Regions from separate parts of the Bombyx mori genome. Here region 2 is linked to region 1. The links are chromatin contacts, called in public Hi-C maps. All regions are on one chromosome and are shown on one strand. Each heading gives the region's core, a stretch centred on a gene start, on an enhancer-like site or on the middle of the called end of the contact. The rest is flanking DNA. Distances are from core to core; before and after follow the strand shown. Region 1 overlaps LOC101743969 (methylcytosine dioxygenase TET). Region 2 holds the start of LOC101743969 (methylcytosine dioxygenase TET).

The links. A called contact is a pair of places that touch in the nucleus more often than the background predicts.
Region 2: a contact with region 1 is called in a Hi-C map of middle silk gland, with 2.9 times the contacts expected there. The contact joins the promoter of LOC101743969 here to the enhancer-like site in region 1. A contact is called at or near these places in 4 of 7 Hi-C or Micro-C datasets (middle silk gland, posterior silk gland and whole pupa).

What each region holds. Positions count from the first base shown.
Region 1 is chr22:3,012,782-3,020,424 of ASM3026992v2, reverse strand. All of the region lies in intron 4 of LOC101743969 (methylcytosine dioxygenase TET), which reads left to right. Among protein-coding and RNA genes, the nearest start is that of LOC101741344, 57 kb to the right of the region's middle. Within about 2 kb of position 4,309, at least 4 of the 8 cell types and tissues checked have open chromatin away from gene starts, as enhancers often do.
Region 2 is chr22:3,145,438-3,153,080 of ASM3026992v2, reverse strand. LOC101743969 (methylcytosine dioxygenase TET) reads left to right here and starts at 4,163. Exons shown (of 12, transcript XM_038019059.2): 1 at 4,163-4,351.

The DNA.
Region 1 (7,643 bases), core at 3,060-5,559:
ATTTAAGACCGTATTGCATTTGAAATAACATTATAATAGAATTACGCAAAAATGTTACACTTCATTGCACTTCGGTTTACTTCTTTATTTTGAATATGTTTTTAATAATGCCCGTATCGTATTTCCAAAAATATTAAAACTCATGCGAGCAGAAATAAATCGTCTATTATTAAATAATACAACAGCTGCAAGCAATTTTGGCTGCCTACGAGTTTGCTTGTTAGAATGAATGAGAAATTTTACGGTAAAAAATGATTAAAATTTGAAATTAGTTACGTTTTTTGTTGAAATCTATGTTCCGAAATTATTTGTAGGTACCTCATAGCTGAATAAGCACAGTGATGTGATACTAAATAAAATACTTATATAGTTTTTGAATGGAGACCGCGAATTGGCGAACGTAGTGTAGGAAGCTCTCTGGTTCTTTAGAACGACAATCTATGCCGGGTCCCTGGCAAGGCCCTAAAACTATGATACTTTAAGACAAATATTTTTTTTTGTATGGAAACTATCGACATCTTGTGGCGGATGCCCGTGTACTTATATATTGTTAAAGTTAAGACATTTCATTATTGTGTAACTAAACACAGAAAATAAAAAAATCATACAAGTCTTTATTTGTTATACACAAATTGATTAGATTTTATCAATTAGTGGTTTCTGAAAATTTACAAAATCCTTCATTAAAAATAAAATATAGGATAGGTAATAATATGTTACTGCCATCTACTACAGGAGCAATGAGAAACTAATCGAAGCGAAGCCATCTAGTGGCCGACGCCCGTAAACTTTTTGTTGATTGCTTGAGTTGCATATCTATAACTAGTTTATATGTATTATCTATGGTGCCTGGCAAGAGCTGGACGCGAGAAGCCCAGGATCGTGTTCAGTGGCATGCAATTGGAGAGGCCCATGTCCAGCAATAGACTGCTATAGTTTACTGATGATGATGATATTCATCAATAAACGCTTTCTTGGCTCAACAGTACAGAGGGTACATATTGGAAGAGGCAGTATGTTTGCCATTGATCCCGTCGAATAAAATTGTTAAAAAAATATATCTTAATATCAAGACATCAAGACAAAAAACCGAAAAAAGACAAAAACATGTAATACCTGTTTTCAGTTTTCCTAAAAGTAGTATATAGTTAGTCTAAAGTGTGTTCACGGGTGATCAGGGTTAACAACCGGTTAACAATAACAAGATGCTGACATGTCTACCAACAAATATGTAGTGTTAAAATTATTTTCTCGATCTAATCGGCTTGGATTAACAACATCTATTTTATTTACGTTCCCGTCATATATGCAGTCTGGCCAAAACACTATTAATGAAATAAATAAACAATATTATTATTAAATCTAAAATTGGAACTTGTCACTCACGAGAGTGAATGAATATTCGTTATATTTCGCATTTGTGTTAAATTTTCTTGTGATATTAAAACGGAGTCGAATGATAAAGTCAAACGTATCATTATTGTATTCAGATCAATGGAAGCCATCTTGAATTAGTTTCATATTTTTAAAACGCCGTTATACATATAATGTACAAACTAACGCAAAGTCCAGTAACAAAAGTTTGAAGTAACAGAAAAATAACAATGTTTTCCTTGTAACAATATGTAAAGCAGATAAGATAGTGTAGGTATAGCAGATTCTTCTTCCTGTTCTTGCTCAGAATATGTGGGGTCGGCGCATGTCCTTTAACCATGCTGCATAGGGATTTAGCATGATTTGACTACTGCATGTTTGACGTTAACCCCACAGCGGCCCCACAACTTGGGAATGCTATCGCTGGCATAAGACAATAGCCAGAAGAAGCCAATGGTCACCCTTTACGACAACCGCGGGAAGATATTTGTACTACATATATAAATTATCAGTTCGGAATAAACTATTGTATTGTACAGTCATTGCGACTAGCTATCGTTCTGTACTTTAATTTATTTTTTTCGTACCTATTCTAGTGATTGAGAGATGACAGAGTAGATTCACATAGCGAGTAGGTGAGCTCACGGGGCTCTAACCTGACGACGTTGCTAACACTAGCCCTAGCAAGAGCAGTGCTTAGCAGAATCTACCACCGGATCGGAATCATAACCCACTGAGAAGATCCGACGAGAAACTCAGTGGGCTGTGTCTATGGGTTAATTCACTCGTCAAGCCCTTCGTCGCAAGAACGAAGGCCAGCGATTGAGGTTAAAAGCACCGTTAGTGGATCAGGAGGATCGGGAGGAGAAAATGAAGTGTGAACTTTAAATTAATAACACATACGCTTATACTATATTTAGATCATTTCAAACCAATAGCTTTTGATGCTCATACTGCTCATACTTCGCCCAATCGTTTGTCGGCTTAGTAAAGACATCGTCACGTTAAGGTGATTTGTCAACATCAAATCTATCAAAGCTTGCATGATTGTCAGACTTCGAAAGCAGACTGGGTAACAAATAAGAGGGAAACAATAGAAAGAGTTGGTATGGCGACGAAGATTCGTAATTCGAACAAATCATATGAATCATATGACTCACAGTATTTTAATAGACTCGAATAATCCTTTGCAACGTAGTTCATTGTCGTCTTATCTTAAGAACAGACTTCAATGATATATGTATGTATGTATATGAAATTTTGATCGTTATTAATTGTTTTAAAGTTTCACATCTATTTAATTTATAAACAGTATTTGTTTAACGGGTAGTTATTACGGTTTTTAGTTTTAATGAATTTGATTTGAATGAAGAATTTTAATTAAGAATTTTGGGGTACTATTTATTTTCTTAAAACGAACTAAGCGCAGTCACGGTCTAGAAATACTTCATAAACACAACTTCGATTGGACACTTACTTTTTTACCTTTTTATTTATTTATTGCTTCGATGGGTAGACGAGCTTACGGCCCACCTGGTTGGTGTTAAGTGGTTACCGGAGACCATAGACATCTACAACGTAAATGCCGTCACCCATCTTGGGACATGACTTCGAAGTCTCAGTTTTCACAGTATAACGGCTGCCCCACTCTTCAGACCGAAACGTATTACTGCTTCGCGACAGAAATAGGCAGGGTGGTGGTACCTACCCGTGCGGACTCGTAAGACGTCCTACCACCAGTAAAAAAACACTTTCTCAAACACTTTCGTTGAGTAGTGAATTCAAAAGAGTTGTTAAAGATTTACAGTCGATGTAAATATATTTGTGAACATTATGTTTTTCTTTTACACAAGAAAAAGTAACCTAAATTATGCAGGCTATTTGATATGAATAACTTTCTTTAACATAATTTTTCCCGTATTGGTTCATCACAGGAACTGTAATGTGTTTCATAATATGTATTATAAAATTAGAATAAGATTAAATCGTATAATCAACATTTCTATTAATTATACCTAAAATTTGGAAAATCTCAAAGTAAAAATATTTTCAGTACCTTTCATTTATGATACATTTACTTACCAATACAGTTTAAGCTACGTGTATATATTTAAATGAAAACACTCAATTTCTATTTGTTACTGTAAAAACTTTCATAAAACAAAACAATCGTCAAGACCTAAATAAAGCTAACTGTAAATTTGAGATATACTATCGCCATCTACCGTGCAGTAGGTGAAGCTTTGTTATTGCGAATGAACAATATTACTTCGGAATATTTATTGTAATGAATTTATATTCGATATCGTTCGTTCTGGCTTAGTCATAATGGTTATTATATACGATAATTAAGGTTATGAACGACAAGTAATATAGCAGATTCTGTTTTGTGATTTCATAATCGATCGACACAATTACGTCACAGGTCTACATTTATCTTATCGTAATTACCAATTTGATTGCTCAAATTCAGAATTGTATTTTTTTTTAAACCAAGCAACAATTTGGAACGTCTTGTTTTTATGAAATTGTATTTAAAACAATCTCTCACACGAAATCTAGATAGTCCGTGGGAAATAATTCGTATAACAGCCTATAAATACAATTCACAAATCGTTATCAAGATCCGTGTTACAGCTAGTTCTATTCTCGATAGTAATTGCAACAGTCATATTATTATTGTTGGCCCGTTATAGAATGAATCATTCGTCATTAGGTAATTCTACGATGCAAATCTTGTATTCATTGCTTTTACTGTTCAATGCATTATTACATTAACTGCTTAAATTTTTTTTATTTTTTTTTTATATCCTCTTTTTACCTGCGTCCATCCAATGAAGATCTCTTCATTTGTTATCTAACCATGTTACGCTGCCCATGAGATCTTAACTCTAGTACTTTTATGCCCTACTGACTCAGTGCGATGACATATGTGGCCGGCTCAGATCCACTTTCTCAGAATTATTATATCATTTATTTATTTACACCAAACCTGTGAACTCTTGAAGATTAGCCAATACACGTTGTACGATAGCTCAGTTTTATGATATTTTAAAGATTTAAAGAATTACGGACTTACCGCCAACTGCTCAAAGATTTCACCACTCCTTTTTCAAATGTTGCACAAACTGCGGCAACACGTAGCGCTAGTGTCGCGCTCAGTAGATTGCGCGGGTACCGGGCAAGTTGGCGGGAGATTTCAAAATGTGAACCCCAAAATCGAACATTCCCCCCACCGAAATCCGCCCGGATTTCCCATTACGATACCAATAACAATGTTTTGATGATTCAGTTTCACAGTGGACTGTATTTAGTAAAATTATTTTAAGTAATTAAATCTAAGTATTTAAACAATAAACTTGACTTATAACTAAAAGGGAGATCACACAAAGACCTACCTTTATGTAATCTTATTACGTTTTCTGTGTCATACGATTTACTCTGTGTCCGTCGCTATTGGGAGCGGACAAAGCTTAACGACAGGACGTGTCATTTCATTATTTTTTGTACGAACTTTAACAACTCGCACGATACCATCCGCACCAGGCTTAAGCTCAGTGACTCGCGCTAGATCCCACTGTAAAGGTGGTGCATGTGATTTAATTAAAACTAAATCTCCAATTACTAAATTTCGACAGCTGTTGAACCACTTTTGTCGTTGTTGAAGTGTGTGAAGGTAATCTTGGCGCCACCGTTTCCAAAAAAGTTGTGAAAATTGTTGTACAATTTGCCACCGCTCGCGAGGTAAAAGTCGTTGCTCACTGATATCGAATGCCGGTACAGCCAACAATTCACGCCCGATCAGGAAATGTGCTGGCGTTAGCACTTCGAACTCCATTGGATCGTTAGACAGTGGACATAGCGGTCTCGAATTAAGAACTGCTTCAACTCGAGCAAAAAGTGTTCCGAGCTCTTCGAATGATAATGATTTGTTTCCCACAGTCCGTTTCAAATGTAATTTAGCAGATTTTATTGCAGATTCATAAAGACCACCGAAATGACTACCACTCGGAGGATTGTGGCTCCAACGAATATTACGCGCTACAAGCTCTCCTGATAAGCTTTCTAAGTGTGATTCGAAAAAATGCGTAACATCTGCTGAATGTTTCGTAGCCGACACAAAATTGGCATTATCTGAAATAATCATGAGACATTGACTTGTTGTAATTCCTTGCAAAGTGCTAGGACCAACATATAAATAAAATTTATGACAATCTATTAAAATGTTTGTAAAAATTGAATTTTTGAGTAAATGTAAAGAATGTTTCCTATCAGGTGAAAGACTAGAATTATACAATTTACCCCCCACCCTGAGGAAACAGTTTGAATCCATGAAGGTAATTAGTTTCCGCAAACTCTGAGAACATCTCTGACCTTTTTGTAAGGCCATAATGTCGTCCACAAATAAATGACTTTGTACGATTTTAATAATAATGTCGTGAGCCTTTCTGCTGTCATCCACAAACAGCGATCTACGTTCTGATTGAGAGACTCGACAGTTGTGGATAAACAAGTAAGACCGCGCGATTATTCTCACAAGCTTACTAAAACTAGAGTATCTGTTATTGAGGTCCAACGGTGAATATGCTTCTATGACTTCTGTTGAGACAAGTACAGTACTTAAAGTTTTTTGTTTTAGGCTTAGAGTTATAGGTTTAACTGGACCCTCTGACTGGAAGTCATTAAGCCGATGGAGGCCGTTAAACCACTCATGTATTGTTTTGCATGATGTGTTAAACACGTCTCGCAATTTATTTGTTGTACTAGAAAGCCACACAATACAAAGATGCGGGATGATAAATATCGAATCCACGTTTTGTACCGCGCCTACGTGGCTCCTGTGTCCACCAAGACTTTCGTACTCACGAATGAATTTTAAATTCAGATCGCGTTCCAACTTCTTTTCTATATCAATATATTTACGTTCTTCTGTTCCAGATAAAACACCAAGTTTATAAAAAGGTTGCAAAGGGTAGTTTACGAAACATCTACTTTTCTTATCACGGTTATGATTGCGATCAGACAATGTCCCCGCTAATATGTCATCTGGATGCTGTGGTTTGATGAAACAAATGCTTTCTGTCTCCGAGAAAGACTGCGTTTCCTGCTCCAAGTTCACAGAAAGAGCCACAAATGATTTTGTATTATCGCTTTTGATATGATGATTTTCCGTGTCTACAGTTCTATGACCCGAAATCGATACTTGACCTGCGATGACGTAGCCGAAAATGGAATGCAATGCCACCGGCATGTTCTTATCTTGTGGCATGATCTTTTCTCCATCATAAATTTGAGGAAATAGATCACCGGCCAATAACATGTCGATGGGACCCGATGTACCAAAAGTTAGATCAGCAAGTGAAAGATTTTGAAATTTACGGATCACATCATCTGAGATAGACATAGTCGGTATATTTCCGGCTATTTTTGCAACTATGACTACATCGGTAGTTAATATGGGGCTATCGTACTGACGCGGTTTTACAGTACAGGTAGTTAGCCCCAGATCCGCAATAGGCTTGGCACCTAGACCAATGGAATCGAAATCACACTTTCTCCGCCCTAGTCCTAACCTTAATGCACAGTCTTGAGTTATGTAGCCCGTCATGGCACCACTGTCAATTATAGCACGTACGAGTTGATAAATGCCCCAACAATCTGCGACGTGTATAACTGCGGTTCCGAGCAAGACTGTCGAAGTTGTAGAAACGGTAAGAGCCACCGAGCTGGCATTATTTCCCGAATTGGCACCAGCGCCAGCATCGATGTGAAGTGTGTGATGGTGCATATTTTTGCAGACTGTACAACGTACCCTAGATGGACAACTCTTTAATATATGATCATCACGCAAACAATTTTCACATAGCTTCAACTGTTTTATTTTTTGAAGCCGTTGTTCAGGAGTGAGATCACTATATTCGAAGCACCGATATATTGAATGAGGCTTCCCGCAATAATAACATTTTTTTATTTTATTTAAAGTTTCATTCGAGTTTTGTTCATTCTGAAGATTTTTAGTAGCCGCAGTTGCGGCTGAAGCCAAAGATGCTCTAGGCGCACCTACCCTGGCATTTGAATTATTAAGCTTTTTATCAAAACGACTGGTATTCTGGTAACCCTTTGCGTATATAGGTTTTGCATTGTCTATGCTTTGGTTTGAGACCGATTTACTTTCCGACATCTCCAGGATACGGACCTGGTTTTCCACGAAAGCGATAAGACCCTCAAATGTCGGAAGATCACCCGGTACACTTTTGTTTTCAAATGCG
Region 2 (7,643 bases), core at 2,914-5,413, 130 kb before region 1:
CGTTCACTATCATCCTGAGCGTTTTTGATTGAATGTTCGTAAATTGAAAATAATTTTTGCCTCAACTGTAGACATCAATAATATCCTCCTATACTCATTTATTTTATTAATTTCTTAGTTTACATATTACTTAATCTGTCACAGGTCGATTACTAAATAAAATAAAAACACCTATTTCTGCCGCAACGCATTTTCTCGTTTCGACCCTTTTACAAAATTATTGAGAGCTTTTTTTACTCTACCTTAAAAAGTGGACGAGCATTCGGCCTACCTGACGGTGAGTGGTTGCCAATGCCTGTTAACGTTAGCAATTCCAGGGACATTGCAGAGCCGTTGCCTATCACTTAGGAATATTTAAAACTCGTTTGAAGTAATACTTGTGAACACGCCCAAAAATAACTTGGAGGATGAGTTCACTCCAGAAACGGGTGGTACGCGGCAAAAAAAGTTCACTGAAAGCGCACCGGGTAAGAATGCGGATACTCCTAGTCATTACAGATGAAATCTACTCCACTGATGAGACAATGACGGGAATGAAATAATTCCTGCCATATTATGTCTCAAGACGGACCCTTGGCTTTCTTTTATTCCGTAGATGGGTAAACAGGCTTAAAGCCCATATGGAGATAAGATTCGTAGTCACAGCTTTGGTAACGGTAACTGGTGCAATATTGAAACATCGACGAACATCACCTTATATACAATTACTTAAAAACTGTAATATTTTTGAAATATCGGAAATATCCGACTATATACTTTATTATTATAAATTGAATATAACAAATAACATATAGATTAAACCGCTTAAAAAAATATAAACTATTTGTACGTCTTGCAAAAACCGAATAAATTATTTGATAGTTATATTAGGAATTCAAGCTCCGTAAATTAAATTTAAGTAAAAATGAAAGCTACGTTACTATTTACTATTTACAGTAGACGACGATCACTCACCATCGGGTGGGCCGTATTTTCATCCATCCATAAAGGGCAACAAAATTTGTAATCATCTCAGTATGTTATACATAAAGAGACAACAAATAAGGAACACAAAACTATTTGTTGGTAATATGATAAATGGTAAATGGTTCGAATAATACAAATGGCAATGAGTCTATTAATCTACTAACTAATCAACATTTGGCTGCAATGAGTCGTTTCTTACATTTGACCAGCAACCAATCTACATAAGTACAATGCTCGGCCATTATTTATCTTAATAATAAGAATTAAAGGTAAATATTCTCCAGCCAGAATTAATATTTGAGTACACAAATACAACACATTATTCATGAAGATCTCACAGCTCTGCATCGAACATATTTTCCTTCTATTAAGTTAACGAGAGAGTTAGGGTTGGAAACAGCATCTGTAAGGGATGGCCAACCCTTGGGCTCGCACCCTTGGGGCTTCCGAGCCTACCTTAACAAATTTTCCCTTGAAGCTTTACTTGGTTTTCTTCGTCCAAAAGCTCCTTTGATGTTTTCAAAAGAATTACGATTTGAAATGTTGATTTTAGAGCAATTACTGAATATTGTGCAAAAATTATCTTCGTTTCTTGCAATTATTCTGCTAAAGTAAATGTTGTTGTATAATTACGTATTGTCATTTCTAGGAATTGTAAACATCTTTTGCGTTTTGAGTCCTACGACTCTTAAAATTAAATAATTTGAAAAACACTCAAAGCAATATATTCTCCACACGTTTTCTCACATTTATAGTCTTATATTTAGTAAGCGAACTTTTGGTTGAGATATATTATTAGTAAATTTTAATTATAACTACAATGTAACTTAAATTCGAGCATTCAAACACCAAGCATTTCATTTGAAATCCAAGTTTGGCTGCCTCGTGTAGGTAAATGAATATTTTTGAAAATATATTATATTTACTATATAGCATGATGAGATGTGATTGAAATGCGTTTTGGAGATTTAAAACATTCACTATCCCTATGGTAATTCGGAAGTCGATGACGTCATCAATTTGTATTATTATTATAAGTAAGTTAAAACTTCTTCATCGAACTTTCAATCAATCCAAATCTAAATGACTTTGTTCACTCCAACTATCCTAATATGAAAGGGAGAGATGCATAACCTTAGTTTTTAACGTAGTGCTACAAACAAAAATAGATTATGTGATTCATTAATTTAAGACTAGGTATGGATCAAAAATATCTAATGCACATTTAAGTGCTTAGTGTAAAACTTCACGCAATGACGCCTTAAAATAATATAAAAAAATAAAACTCAAGCAAAAACTCGACACGCGTAAAAGTAAAGAGGAAGCGAGGAAAAAATCAATGCTTGCGTTTTATGTTCTGTGCGTGTGACAGATCGGTCGTCATAGCAACCGCGACGGGGGACAACCGGCGCGCGGAAAAACGACCTAAGTCCGCACAGTTTGCGGACTACGGAACACTTCGGCGCGGTAAAGTCGCTGCGGTTGCGCTTAAGCTCTTCTCGTTCTGTGCACTCGGAAGTGCGTCGTGCGAAAGAGACAAAATGCTGGGTAAGGGAGCCGGTAATCGATATTACGCACTTTTATAACGACGAAAATTGGCGCCACGATGCACGGGATAAGTTTGCAAGCGTTGCAATACTTTTTATTTAAAATACCAGAAAGTAAACTAAGAACTCTCTGTTATTAAATACTTCATTTAGCAAACGGATTGATTGGTTGCTCTTTTTTCAGTATTTTGAAGTGTTCGAATTTGAATTACAATTACATTGTGAGCACTTCGGTTCTTCGCAATTATATTGGACCTAACTACAATATAATTATAACGGCAGATGGTGAGATCGTGACAAATAGATAATGAGTGAACAGAGCTGAGTAATTCGTGTAGGAGGTGAAATTCTGATGACTCACAGCTCGGGGGTGAACTAGCCCCCAGTTTACTACGCGAATACTATTCTATGAGTTTTCTCGGAACCGTGTGACTAAGTATATTCCTAAAAGTTTTGTAAAAAACATACATCCCTCTGAATTGGATTCTATCTAGCTCCTAGAGATATTTAAGCACGAAACCTATCTATTCAGTTGCAAAATTAAATAAATATAATACATTCAAAAGCTCTGAAGATTAATGTAGAGTCAAACAAATATGTATGTAGAGTGGTGAAATTATTACTTTTTGCTGTAAAATAGATAGACCAGCCAACGCTCACTTTGTATTATATTACTGGAGGTTGTAAATGTCACTCCGAGAATGCCACCACCCAGCATGAGCAGCAAACGGCGGTCTGTGAGACCAAGCCGAACGAGTTCACAATAAATAACACAAATCAAACATTCCTGAGTCTCTATTATGTAGTTATGTTTTTATGAAAAAATTATATCTACCCGCAAATATTTAAACGGGACTTAGATGTGTCCGTCGATGTGAACACACTGGGCATCATATGACATAGAGACGTTTAATTACCTCGCACTCTGTTATAATCGATTTCGTGACTTTATGTTTGTAAAATCAATTAATAATCGATTATATTTATCCCTATAGATCAGAGTATACTTAGTAGAAAATTGGGACAATATATACGTTCTCGATAGGGCAGTGTTTTACGAGGGGGTCATATGAAAACGAGCGAGTCGAGTGTGGCCGTGGTCGGTGTAGAGCGGGGCTCCTCAGGGCAGGGGCTGGATGTAGCCTGCACGGGGAGCTTACCCTCTTTGCACCTTACGCACTAAACGCAAAACAATCGGAAACACCAACCTGTCGCGAAACGGGGAATATAACGCGCCCCTTTCCGAATACGAACAGAGAAAATAATTCGATTAAGCTTTTCTGGATTTGGGAGTAAATCTTAGGAAAGGTGTACTTTTTAAAACTTTGAAAGCTTCGCACCGAAGAATGAGTCATTACAAAAACGAAGTGCGTCGCGGTACCGCTGCAAGCACGCACCGATCGATAATAACGCCGACGCGGACGCGAAAGCTTCAAGTAAACAGATCGAAGCTTTGAAGCGAATGTGCTCCGTATCGAATCCCGCCAAATGCAACGACAGCTGTGCGTAGCGGCGACGGCTACGCGCTACGCGGCTCTACACCGGCGTATTATTATTATTTGTAAACAAGCGTGTGCGGGCGCGGGGCGTCACGTGACCGCGCGCCATTGGCCGCCGCGGCAGCTGCGTGCGGCCGCACGTTACGCGCCAGTCCGCCGCCGACCCTAGTCGCGTACAGACGCGCGTGTTATATCACAAGCGGGACGCAACAGTCACGCGATCGCGAACTTCGATTCCCTTTTTGTTTATTTTTCACTTGCGTCCTTCGGTCCGTTTTGTTTTCGTGGCGGCCAAGCAAAGAAACAAAAGGAGGCGGATGGATCGAGTGACCGGAGAAGGTACGGAGTTTGTGCAAAAGTTTAGTGTCGAAGTGCAAGTGTGCAACTGTAGTGAAGTAGAAGAGTAGAAGCTTCTGGTTTAGTGGATTGTTTGTTGTAGTATAGAGGTATATAGAGCGACAGCACTAGAGCGTGAAGCGGACTCCTGTGCGCGTTCGCGTGCTTCCGCTCAAGCTTTCGTTGTGTGCTTTCGCGAATCGATCCCCGTTTTCCTGCTACGCATTTTGTCAAGAGTGCTTTTGTATAGAAGAAGTTGGTTATTGCATCACGTCCGTAGGTATTGTCTCCTGCCAATAGACAAACTCGTAGTTCATAGTTAGACCCGTATCCTTGTGTAGAGTCATACGCACGACAAGCTATTACTAATTAGTTTGTATGTACTCGTAGAAGTTTACATCTCATTCAAACATTCTTCAAAGTTACTTAATTTTGATCGCCGGATAATTCAGAACTACGAATTAGCCTTAATTAAATTAATTTGATAGATTGGAGTTCACCCTTCTTAAAGCAAAGAGCTTTAATAAAGCAATACGGACAAGTTATGACTATAATAATATTCAGATGTGTACATTGATTTTATTTTGGTTTTGTTGAATAAGCGGTTTCTATTAAGTTGTTAGAATTGTTCATAACGATCTTTAAGCATGGTTATTCTGAGCTCTATATTTATATTTAATTTAAATTCGAAGACTTTTGATACGAAGTCCAGTCTAGTATCTATTAATCGATTGATTTAAATGAAACACTTCACATATCTGGTCTTTATCGTAAGCTTAATAAAATTCTAAAGGTTTGGACTTTAGGTAGAGACACGTTTTCCTTCGTTTCTTTTGGGAATCTACAAATGAAATAAAATTTTGAAAAAAACGTTTCTTTTAGTATCTATTAAATTGGCAACAAAGTTAACCGCTGTAAATTTATTTGCGTGGCAGGAAAATGGGAAGAAAACAAAACGCATGGAGTGACGCATGTCCCTTCCTACCATTGTGACCAGTGCATGATGTCACTTAGACCTTAATTGCAGCAAAATGAAAAAAAAAAAACAAATGGCATTATGTTACAATTTTATTGTGTTTATAATATTGTTTGACTAAAGAGTAATAGTAATGTTATGTGATTAATATATTAGTTAAAATTAAAATATAATTTAAATCAAATACCGCAACATTCCTAGTTCTACTAACTTGCTTATGTGCTATGCTTATGCACAGTGGTTGTCTGGAAGTGATCGCTGTCAACACCTATATACAAGTCGTCGTGCTTTATGTTACTTTTGCTTGTCAGAAATAAGGATAGCTTTAACTTGGATGCTGCAATCCAGTTTGAGACGTGCTATCGGTGTCTAGAAGGCGAAGATTTTTCTATAGAAATAGGTTATCTAACGACCAAAAGTGGAAGTAAGCAGTATAGATAGTAATTACTAGGTAATGCCTAGTGAATACCTCCTCCTCCTTCAGCGTAGTTAGCACTAGTAACACAGCTCAGAGTTGGAAATTCTTCTGATTATTAATATAATGAACTATTATTATATATAACTATAACTATATTATTACGTGAGATCCTTTGTTTCTGTTTTTTTTTAATCAGATATTTCTATCTCAAACATTTGTGCATCTGGCCTTAATGGGTAGCCGTGCCACAATTTACAATATCATTAAGTCCTCAGATCTCAAATTTGAAGGACTTCGGATTTTGACTCCCAACTAATAGGCTACTATTAGTTTGAATGCGCTTCTTGTGCAAAATGCAAATCCTATGTAACTCTTTATCTTAATTTGATACCAAAAACGTAGAAATCAGTGAAAAAAGACGAATGAAGGATATTTTGCAGAATTACGTAGATTCATTTTATATATAGGAAAAAAAGATGTGTGGTATCGTGGGACACCGGATAGGAACGAAGTTTCTTATTATAAAAATATTAATTTTAAGTTATTTTAGAGGTATAAAGAAAATAAAACTGGAAGTTTCGCAACAACCCACGGTCATTCTGTAACGTGCGAACTTATTGTGGTACACTTCATTCACGGTTGTTTGCATAAGAGTTGGTGTATTGCGTAAACGAACGCTCTGAGATCGTGGTCAATGAATGATAAGAAAATATGTTATTTTTTGTACGTTATTACAAAGTTAAGTCGTACACTGTGTGCATTACTAATAAAAATCTTACGTTACGGACGTTTTTCCCGGTTAGGGTACCCCACCGTATCGTCCCATAAGGAACTACGTTCCAAAATGTACTAATGTAATTTTTGTGGTATGTACATGTGCAATCGAACAGCTTGTACAAGACAATCCGGTCCCACGGAATAATCGAATTAATGATACGCCTTCCTCCCGTGAATGCGATAATGGGGAGTCAAGTTCAGCGAGGCCAATGAAAACAAATAAACAAATTGGTCAATTTCGCCGCAGCCGCCGCCAGCGGCTGGCGTGCGGATTGTGCAACTTCATATATACATCCTTTTTAGTTGACAAGTTATGTTTCCTTTTCTATTTGGGAGGATACTCTGGATGCTTGTCGGTGCATTCGTTAGGACCGAGCTGGTGGTCGCTTCGGTGACATCTAAAGTTTTTTTTTTAAATAGGTGCTTTAAGTAGAGGAACTTTGGATACGCTTGATGCTTAGTGGTGACTGGAGTCTCAAATTGTTCAACCGCGACACGAATATTAGATTAGGTAGTGTCAAAAATAGGCACGATGGTGGTCCCTATCCGTACGGGTTTCCAACATGTCCTAGGACGAACAAAAATAGCTGTAGGTCTTCTATCTCTCTTTTAGAACTGTGTTCAGTTAGTCTGATAATAGTCATAGATTTAAAAATATATAGATGTATAAATAGTAGTTAATAAAAAAAAAAGTTATTGCTTAGTTGGGTGCTCGAGCTCAGAGCTCACCTGGTGTTAAGTGGTTACTGGAGCCCATAGACATCAACATCAGCCCACAACGTAAATGCGCTACCCACCTTGAGATATAAGTTCTAAGAATGTGCTAAGATCTCAGTATAGTTACAACGGTTGCCCCACCCTCCAAACCGAAACGCATTACTGTTTCACAGTCGAAATAGGCGGGGTGGTGGTACCTAACCGTGCGGTTTTGATTGGTATATTTTGAGTAATTCCTTTAAAACTTATTTAAAACTACTTTTACCGTTTAATCTCGCGTTTTTTATTGCCATTATATTAGTTACTTCCGACGTTTTGAATACTTTATGGTTTACATGATCACAGATGACAAAAAAGAATAAAAAAAGTTTTAATTATGCTTACGACTCACGCAAACCAAAGACATA